Linked DNA regions of Ovis aries: all the other regions are linked to region 2. The links are chromatin contacts, called in public Hi-C maps. All regions are on one chromosome and are shown on one strand. Each heading gives the region's core, a stretch centred on a gene start, on an enhancer-like site or on the middle of the called end of the contact. The rest is flanking DNA. Distances are from core to core; before and after follow the strand shown.

Region 1 (3,182 bases), core at 555-3,054, 180 kb after region 2:
TGTTCAAGCTGATTTTAGGAAAGGCAGAGGAACCAGAGATCAAATTGCCAACATCCACTGGATCATGGAAAAGCAAGAGAGTTCCAGAAAACATCTATTTCTGCTTGATTGACTATACCAAAGCCTTTGACTGTGTGGATCACAATCAACTGTGGGAAATTCTGAAAGAGATGGGAATACCAGACCACCTGACCTGCCTCTTGAGAAACCTGTGTGCAGGTCAGGAAGCAACAGTTAGAACTGGACATGGAACAACACACTGGTTCCAAATAGGAAAAGGAGTACATCAAGGCTGTATATTGTCACCTTGCTTATTTAACTTGTATGCAGAGTACATCATGAGAAATGCTGGGCTGGAAGAAGCACAAGCCGGAATCAAGATTGCCGGGAGAAATATCAATAACCTCAGATATGCAGATGACACCACCCTTATGGCAGAAAGTGAAGAGGAACTAAAAGCCTCTTGATGAAAGTGAAAGAGGGGAGTGAAAAAGTTGGCCTAAGGCTCAACATTCAGAAAACTAAGATTATGGCATCCGGTCCCATCACTTCATGGCAAATAGACAGGGAAACAGCGGAAACAGTGGCTGACTTTATTTTTCTGGGCTCCAAAATCACTGCAGATTGTGATTGCAACCATGAAATTAAAAGACGCTTACTCCTTGGAAGGAAAGTTATGACCAACTTAGGCAGCATAATAAAAAGCAGAGATATTATTTTGCCAACAAAGGTCCATCTAGTCAAGGGTATGGTTTTTCCAGTGGTCATGCATGGATGTGAGAGTTAGACTATAAAGAAAGCTGAGCGCTGAAGAACTGATGCTTTTGAACTGTGGTGTTGGAGAAGATTCTTGAGAGTCCGTTGGACTGCAAGGAGATCCAACCAGTCCATCCTAAACAAGATCAGTCCTGGGTGTTCACTGGTAGGACTGATATTGAAGCTGAAACTCCAATACTTGGGCCACCTGATGCAAAGAGCTGACTCATGGGAAAAGACCCTGATCCTGGGAAAGACTGAGGGCAGGAGGAGAAGGGGACGACAGAGGATGAGATGGCTGGATGGCATCACTGACTCGATGCACATGAATTTGAGTGAATTCGGGTAGCTGGTGATGGACAGGGAGGCCTGGTATGCTGTGGTTCATGGGGTCGCAGAGTCGGACACGACTGAGCGACTGAACTGAACTGGACACTTTAAATGCGCTTTTTATTGTATATCAATCACACCTTAGTAGAACTGTAAAGTAATTCAGGGTGTGGAAGGGGTCATGAAAGTCAGGTCCTGAAGCTTCAGCTTTATTGGCTCCACTCTCTAGTTTCTCTCTGCTCGTCATTCTCATTTTTCTGTGATTCCTCTAAATGTGGAATTAAGAGTCGCCAGGTTGCTCCAATAAGGGTATGACTTGGGAATGTCTCCTGGTTCTGTGCAGGGGTGTTGATCTTTGAGGCGCGGAGACTGTGGAGACGACTTCCCTATTCTCGTTTCGGGATACAAAGTGTCTTGAAGACACCGGGCGTCCAACGACAGCTTCTGTTATCCAGAAATCCCCAGTCAGTAAAAGGTTCTTGCCTCTTTAAACCGGAAAAGGGTAACTTGCAGAAGATCCGCCTACCGGTCTCCGGTGCGCACGCAGCAGCAAAGGAGCCACAAAAGGCACAGTACTTCCCCGAAGTTCTCTGCGGCGTGATTTGTCCCCGTCGGCGACTCGTAGAGAACCTTGGCCTCCATAACAGCGCCGCTTCTGATTGGCTGCTTGCCGCGCGCTCGGTCTTGTCTGGGGGCTGCGCCGGGCGACTCGGCCGGTAGTGGCGATGTCCAGCCGGTCCAAGCGGGAGTCTCGCGGTTCGACCCGCGGGAAGCGCGAGTCCGAGTCGCGGAGCAGCTCGGCTCGCGTCAAACGGGAACGAGATCGGGAGCGGGAGCCCGAGGCGCCGAGCTCCCGAGGCAGCCCGGTGCGCGTGAAGCGGGAGGTCGAGCCGGCGAGCGCGCGCGAGGCCCCGACGCCGGTAGTCCCGGCGGTGAGGGTGAAGCGGGAGCGCGAGGCCGACGAGGACTCGGAACCTGAGCGGGAGGTGCGAGGTGCGCGGGGCCGGGCGCGGGCTCCTCTCTCGCGTTCTTCTTTTTCTCTCTCCAACCTTCTCTCCCCGCGGGAAAGTCACACTTTACACGCGATCCGACTCGACTGCTATTTAATGAGGACCTTACTAGTCTTGGTAATCGTAGCTCTAATGTTTCTAGCAACTTTAATAATAACAGCAGCTTTCCTTTATCGGATACCTAGCTTCGGGGCCAGGCTCGTTGTTTTACAGGTGTTACCTCCTTGAGTTTTTACAAAACACCTGACGAATGAGCCCTGCTGTAATTCCTGAAATCAGACCATTCAGAGTGGAGAGCCTGAACTCTGGGCACTTGGACTACACTGCACTGTCACTTGGGGTTGTAGCTGCCAGGAGGTTTGGATTCTAGTCCGGCCTCTGAGATTGGGTCACTGGTTTGGGAATCTGGGTTTCATATGTCTGTCCCTCTTTAAGTCGATGGAAGGAGTACTGGAACCCATGAGCTTTGAGAGCCCTGTCAGTCACTTCTGTGACTGTACCCTCTGCCTTCTGCTGGACTCATTGTGCTTCTCCTGGGAATTGCTGGAGATCTTTTGGCCCAGCCTTGGTACTCTGACCTGTGTACAGTTTTCCGACTTGTTGATACCTTACCAGTCTCTAAGTAGGTTTCCATCACGTCTGAAGCTTTTCCTGTTTAAGCTCAGTTAATCTTTTCCATATCTGAACTTGGAACTTCTGATTTGAACATGTTTGGTATATACTTGTTTTCTGGTGAGTTAGCAGGTAAACATATCACTAGGCTACACTGTAGGGGCAGTGTTCTTTGTTCCGGGATTGTTCATTCTCCAAGACTATAATTCTGTCTCTGTGCCTGTTTATCTGTTTAAGATTATATTCTTGGGGAGTTCCCTGCTGGTCCAGTGGCTAAGACTCTACCCTCCCAGTGCAGGGGGCCTGGGTTTGATCCCTGGTCAGAGAACTACATGCCACTAGATCCCACATGCCACAGCTAAGAGTTTGCATGTTGCAGTGAAGATCGAAGAGCCTGCCTGCTGTAACTAAGACCTGGCACATCCGAATAAATAAAATAAATACAAGATTATACTCTTATATTAACTCTTAAAT
Region 2 (2,890 bases), core at 199-2,698:
CACAGACTCTCTAAGTACTGAAAGAGCCCTGGATCATCGCCTGCTTCAGCAGGGCTGGGCTGGGACGCCCAGGCCAAGTCCTTACTCTGGCTTTCTCTCCGGGCTTTCCACCTCTCCCAGACCGCGCCCCTCTCCGTGCTTTGGTTTGAGAATCTGCCGGCTGGTCCCATAGGCGCAGGCACAAAGGTCGAGTTGGTGAACGGGGTGGGTAGGAGGTGGAGGCCGGTAGGAAGGACCAGGGGGAGCTTGGCCGAGATTGCGACCCGCGCCAGGCCTACTATCCAGATCCACGGTCCGCTGAAAAAAGCAGGAATAAGGACGGCACCAGGCCGGGCCCAGGTGGGACTCCAATTCCGGGCCCCAGCGAGGCCAGAGCCCAGCCCAAACTACAAATCCCAGCAGGAGTGGGGGATGGGACAGGGCCTCGGGCGCGCCGGCCTGCGGCCTTTGCGCCTTGCCTAAGTGCAATGAGCCCTCAGGGGCGAGGTTGAAAGGATGGGGACGCCACAGCGGACCTCGAGACACGCTCACACACACACACACACACAAACACACAGACCCGCATACGCGCCTGGCCAGTTGGTCCCGCCTTTACGAACTACAAATCCCAGCAGGCAGTGGACGTGGGGGCGGGACCTCGAGAGGGAGGTGCTCCCGACCGGAAGCGAATGTCAGGCGAGTGTCTGGCATGGTGGCATCCCCCGGCTCCAGGTGGGGGTACCCCTTGCTTCGTGTAAAAGAGGTCCCTTCTCTCCCCGAGGCTCGGCTCCGCGTCCCTGCACACGCTGCTCCACCGTGGGGTCGCCGACTCGAGCCGTTCTCCGAGATCCTGAGCCCCGCCCTCCCGACCCGGCTGGGGCTTCCGGGGAAGCGGATGGCGGGTGGGCGCTTCGGCCAGCAGCCTTGGGTCGCAGAATCTGCCTCCTTAACCCTCTCTCCTCCGCCTGGAGCGAACTCCCTTTTCCCGGAGGGAGGAGTAGCCCGGACCCTGTGGCAGGACTAAGCCTGTTGGGGATCTCTGTGTGGCCTGCACATCTCGTGGAGCAGCCCAGGGAAGGCCAGGGTTCTCCAAGTTCTGGGATGTAGTTCCGGATATTCGGTCCACAGTGTCTGACTGCTCTGAACTTCCTGCACCCCGGCATCAGCTGTATATGGCAGAGCCAGATAAGGCCGAGGGGCTGCCAAGAAGTAATAACCAGGGCACTTTCCTTCCGTATGCTCGCTCTCAAAGTGCTCAGCTCACACCTTAGCGTCTAGCGCCAGTACTCCCCTCCTTACATAAAGATCCACTGAGACACTATAGCAAGGACTTACCCAGGCCCTCGGTGCCAGTCAGGAACTCAAGGGTCCAGCCTGTCTGGTGGGGTGAGGCCCCACTTCATCCACTTGACGGGGCCAGGGCAGTCTCTCTCCCGAAGCCTCTTCTCGGCTGATTTCTGGCTCCCAAGTGAGGGTTCAGGTTACACCTGCATCGAGAGCACTGACACCGCAGTGGCCAGCAACACATTGGACTTTCTGTCTTCAATCCCATTTTCAGCTTTTACACTTTCTGATCTGGCCATATACTGCTGTTCCCTGATCATCAAAGGTGGAAAACACCTAGTTTATGAAGGTATTAGGGCTTCCCAGCCGGAGACGCAAGAGTCTTGAGTTCCATCCCTAGGTCTGGAAGATCCCTGGAGGAGGAAATGGCAACCCTCTCCAGTATTCTTGCCTGGAGAATCCCATGGACAGAGGAGCCTGGTGGGCTCCACAGCCCATGGGGTCACAATCAGTTGAACAAGACTGAGTGACTAACGCACACACACACACACACACACACACACACACACACACACACACACACAAGAAGATATAACCATGATCCTGTAATATCACAATGAGATTTTATTCTTCTGTAGTTAGGTGAAGACTAGCTGCTTTCTATAAGTATTCCATTTAATCTTGGAACAGTTAGAAACAACTCCAGAGAGGATATTGAAAGCAAAATGCCCAGGTTCCTTTTGGTAACTGGAGTAGGGGTCATATTAACTGTGAGGTGGTCTCTAAGCATGCCATTGCTGCCAGAAGTTCTTAGATATTTTGTTTCCAAGTATTTCTGTTAAGACAAAGTAGCATTTTTGTCCCTTTTTTCATTTATTTATTTATGGCTGCACTGGGGCAAGGAGATCCAGCCAGTCCATTCTGTAGGGGATCAACCTTGGGATTTCTTTGGAAGGAATGATGCTGAAGCTGAAACTCCAGTACTTTGGCCACCTCATGCGAACAGCTGACTCATTGGAAAAGACCCTGATGCTGGGAGGGATTGGAGGCAGGAGGAGAAGGGAACGACAGAGGATGAGATGGCTGGATGGCATCACGGACTCGATAGACATGAATTTGAGTAGACTCCGGGAGCTGGTGATGGACAGGAGGCCTGGCATGCTGTGATTCATGGGGTCGCAGAGAGTGGGACATGACTGAGCGACTGAACTGAACTGGGTCTTTACTGCTTTGCCCAGGCTTTAATTTTGGCAAGTGGGGGCCACTCTTCCTTGCAGTGTGGTGGTTCCCTACTGCGATGGCTTCTCTTGTTGAGGAGTAAAGGCTCTAGGCTCACGGCCTTCAGTAGCTTCAGCACTTGAGCTCACTAGTTGCAGCTGGAGGCCTCTAGAACACAGACTTACTAGTTGTAGCTCACGGGCTCCATTGCTCTGAGGCATGTGGAATCTTCCCAGTCCAGGGATTGAACTCATGTCCCCTGCATTGGCAGGTGGATTCACTGTACCATCAGGGAAGTCTCTAGCCCCTTTTCTGTTTGCCCATTTCTATTATCCTCTAACCTTGTGAGAGTGTTAGTCGCTCAGTCGTGTCTGACTCTTTGTGACCCCATGGATTGTAGTCTGCCAGG
Region 3 (2,988 bases), core at 350-2,849, 160 kb after region 2:
TTCTTACATATGTAAAAAGCAATAATGATACTTCTTGTTGTTCAGTCACTAAGCTGTAGCCAACTCTTTGCAACCCCATGGACTGCAGCATGCCAGGCCCCACAGTCCTCCACTGTCTCCCAGTGTTTGCCCAAATACATGTTTACTGAGTTGGTGATGCTATCTAACCATCTCATCCTCTGCCACCCTCTTCTCTTCCTCCTGCCTTCAATCTTTCCTAGCATCAGTCTCTTCCAATGAGTCAGCTCTTTGAATCAGGAGGCCAAAGTATTGGAGCTTCAGCAACCAGTCCTTCCAGTGAATATTCAGGGTTGATTTCCTTTAGAACTGACTGGTTTGATCTCCTTGCAGTCCAAGGGACTCTCAAGAGTCTTCTCCAGCACCACAATTCAAAAGCATCAGTTCTTTGGCACTCAGCCTTCTTTAAGGTCCAACTCTCATAGCCATCACAGAAGGCAATGGCAGCCCATTCGTGTTCTTGCCTGGAGAATCCCAGGGACGGGGGAGCCTGGTGGGCTGCTGTCTGTGGGGTCACACAGAGTCGGACACGACTGAAGCGACTTAGCAGCAGCAGCAGCAGCTCATAGCCATACACGACTACTAGAAAAACCATAGCTTTGACTATAATGATACTAGCTCCTGGATAATTGTGAGTATTTATATTTATACCCTGTGTACAACATAAATGGAATGATTCTAGTTGCCAAATAAATGATAGCTAGCAGCCAAATCATTTAGCACACACACACACACACACACACACACACAGAGGCCTAGATCAGTTAAATTTGATCTTTGAGACTAAACAACAGTTGTGTGGAGTTTTTTGTTGTTGTTTTCCCCCTAAAGCTGCAACCTCTCCTTTCTTCCTCCAAGAGGTTCCTGGGTGCCAGAGATGCAAACTACTTATTAAATTCAAGCCACTAATTTTACAGAAGCTAGGGGAAACGCTGAGCAATGGGCTAAAAGATCACACAGACATATAGTTCCCTGAGCTGGTAAGGCCTCTATTCGGGTGGGGGAGTTTACCCCACCTTTTATTATTGTGCCTAACACAGCAGAACTGAATAGGAAAGTTTTATTTGTTTTGCGGGAGTCGAGGCGGCGTCAAGTGTCTAGTCCTGAACTGACTAGAGAGCAGCGGGTGCTGAACCGCCCGGCGAGGATGCGGCAGAGCAGCGAGAAGCCCCGACTCCAGGCTTCCCCAGGCTCGCAGAACCCTGACCCCTGAGTCAGCGCCGCCCTCTTTCTGAGAGGCCTGTAAGATCTGACCTGCCGAGATCCTCTGAGCCGCAGAGCGGATGGAGGACCCCTATAGCTCAAACACTTGGCTTCTCAAGATTATGCGATACGCTCACGTCTCCCAGAAACCTACCCTAGACCGAGGGGTCCAAGAGGACCGTTTTCTGACCCACCTCGGTCCCTGCCATTGGCTTTAGCCCTTGGTCACCTGACTTATTCGAGCCAATGAGAGGTGACAAAATGAATACTTCCTCTTCCTATGTGGCGAAAGAGCCACTGTGCCCGCCTCTTGGGGACTCTGATTGGTTGTCCTCCCTCAACTCGCTAGTTTATTGGCCAGCGCCGCGAGACTGAGGTACGGCCGGGTCTGAGGGCTGTGTCAGACAGCCCGGCTGCCATGGCGTCTTATTTCGATGAACACGACTGCGAGCCGTTGGATCGTGAACGGGATCCCCGAACAAACATGCTGCTGGAGCTTGCAAGGTGGGTGTGTGGGGCTGGGAGGTAGGGCCCACACAGCAGGTGTCTGGGCTGAGGCTGGCTGGAGAACGCGGATTATGTGGGGCAGCAGTTTCTGGGTAAAACGGATAAATAATCTGCAGAGTTAATTCCGCAGTGAGATTCGGGGGGAAGTCGATAATTTCGGTCGTCCTTGGACAGACTAGAGCAAGGGAATTCTGGAAAAAGCGATCTGGAGTGTGGAAGAGGGGGTGTGCGAACTGGAGGGCAGTGGGCTTTAGGAGGTACTGAAGTAGGCGGGTCATGGGAGCAGGGGCCATGTGACTGTGAGTAGGTATATCCGTTAGGCACTTCAAGCACGGAAGCTACACTGCCACTTGGAATTTGGCTTTTTTGGGTCATTCCTGAGTGACCCGAATAATTTCTCTCTCTCGTGTAAAACTGGAATAAATAACCTGCATGCTTGGGGTTGTCTGATGGCCTGGGGTTGTCTGATAGCAGCTGTAAGCCATTTCCCACTGTGCTTTTTTGTCTAGAGCACTACTGAGGGGTAGCTATTAGTATGACTAGTCGGGCAGAGTATTTGTCTGTTAATGTTTAGTGGATTATGGGGGCAAAGATTCTTTGGTTCTGACCTTGCATCCTTCTTCCCAGGTCCCTTTTCAATAGGATGGACTTTGAAGACTTGGGGTTAGTAGTGGATTGGGATCACCACCTGCCTCCACCCGCTGCCAAGACTGCAGTTGAGAACCTTCCCAGGACAGTCATCAGGGGCTCTCAGGCTGGTGAGAACACTAAGTCCTTCCATTGATTCTTTGGGGCAGGTCTGCCAGGCTGACCAACTCTGGAAGCCAGATTACAGTCTGGCCCTTCAGTTTTCCAGGTCAGGCTGGGGCAAGTGTGTCCTTCAGGAGTGGGAGCTAGGAGGTAGGGCCTGTGGCAGCTCTCCTGATTAGCACTCCCTCCTCAAGAGCTCAAGTGCCCCGTGTGTCTTTTGGAATTTGAGGAGGCGGAGACCGCCATTGAGATGCCTTGCCATCACCTCTTCCATTCCAACTGCATTCTGCCCTGGCTGAGCAAGGTACTGTTTCCTTTCTCCCAGCCCTCACCCTGCCTTGGGCCTAGTCCTCAAGCCTCCTCTTTCTGTTGATGGACCTTTGGGGTGGGGTGTGGGATCAGAGATGGGAGAGGGGTAAGGGTAGGGAATTGGGAGCTGGGGATGGTTGTTTTGAGCTTATGAAAACCAGACGGGCTGGTACACTGCACTGCTTTTCTCAGACCAATTCC

What was found. Hi-C and Micro-C count contacts between places; a contact is called where the count stands out from the background.
Region 1: a contact with region 2 is called in a Hi-C map of skin fibroblasts, with 4 times the contacts expected there. The contact joins the promoter of USP39 here to the promoter of CAPG in region 2.
Region 3: a contact with region 2 is called in a Hi-C map of hypothalamus, with 2.1 times the contacts expected there. The contact joins the promoter of RNF181 here to the promoter of CAPG in region 2. A contact is called at or near these places in 2 of 16 Hi-C or Micro-C datasets (hypothalamus and mixed tissues).

Annotation. Positions count from the first base shown.
Region 1 is chr3:57,457,262-57,460,443 of ARS-UI_Ramb_v3.0, forward strand. It overlaps USP39 (ubiquitin specific peptidase 39), which reads left to right and starts at 1,805. Exons shown (of 13, transcript XM_015094346.4): 1 at 1,805-2,079. The coding sequence starts at 1,812.
Region 2 is chr3:57,275,553-57,278,442 of ARS-UI_Ramb_v3.0, forward strand. CAPG (capping actin protein, gelsolin like) reads right to left here and starts at 1,449. Exons shown (of 10, transcript XM_060412094.1): 1 at 1,315-1,449.
Region 3 is chr3:57,438,962-57,441,949 of ARS-UI_Ramb_v3.0, forward strand. It overlaps RNF181 (ring finger protein 181), which reads left to right and starts at 1,600. Exons shown (of 5, transcript XM_027966738.3): 1 at 1,600-1,725; 2 at 2,356-2,486; 3 at 2,673-2,782; 4 at 2,980-2,988. The coding sequence starts at 1,640.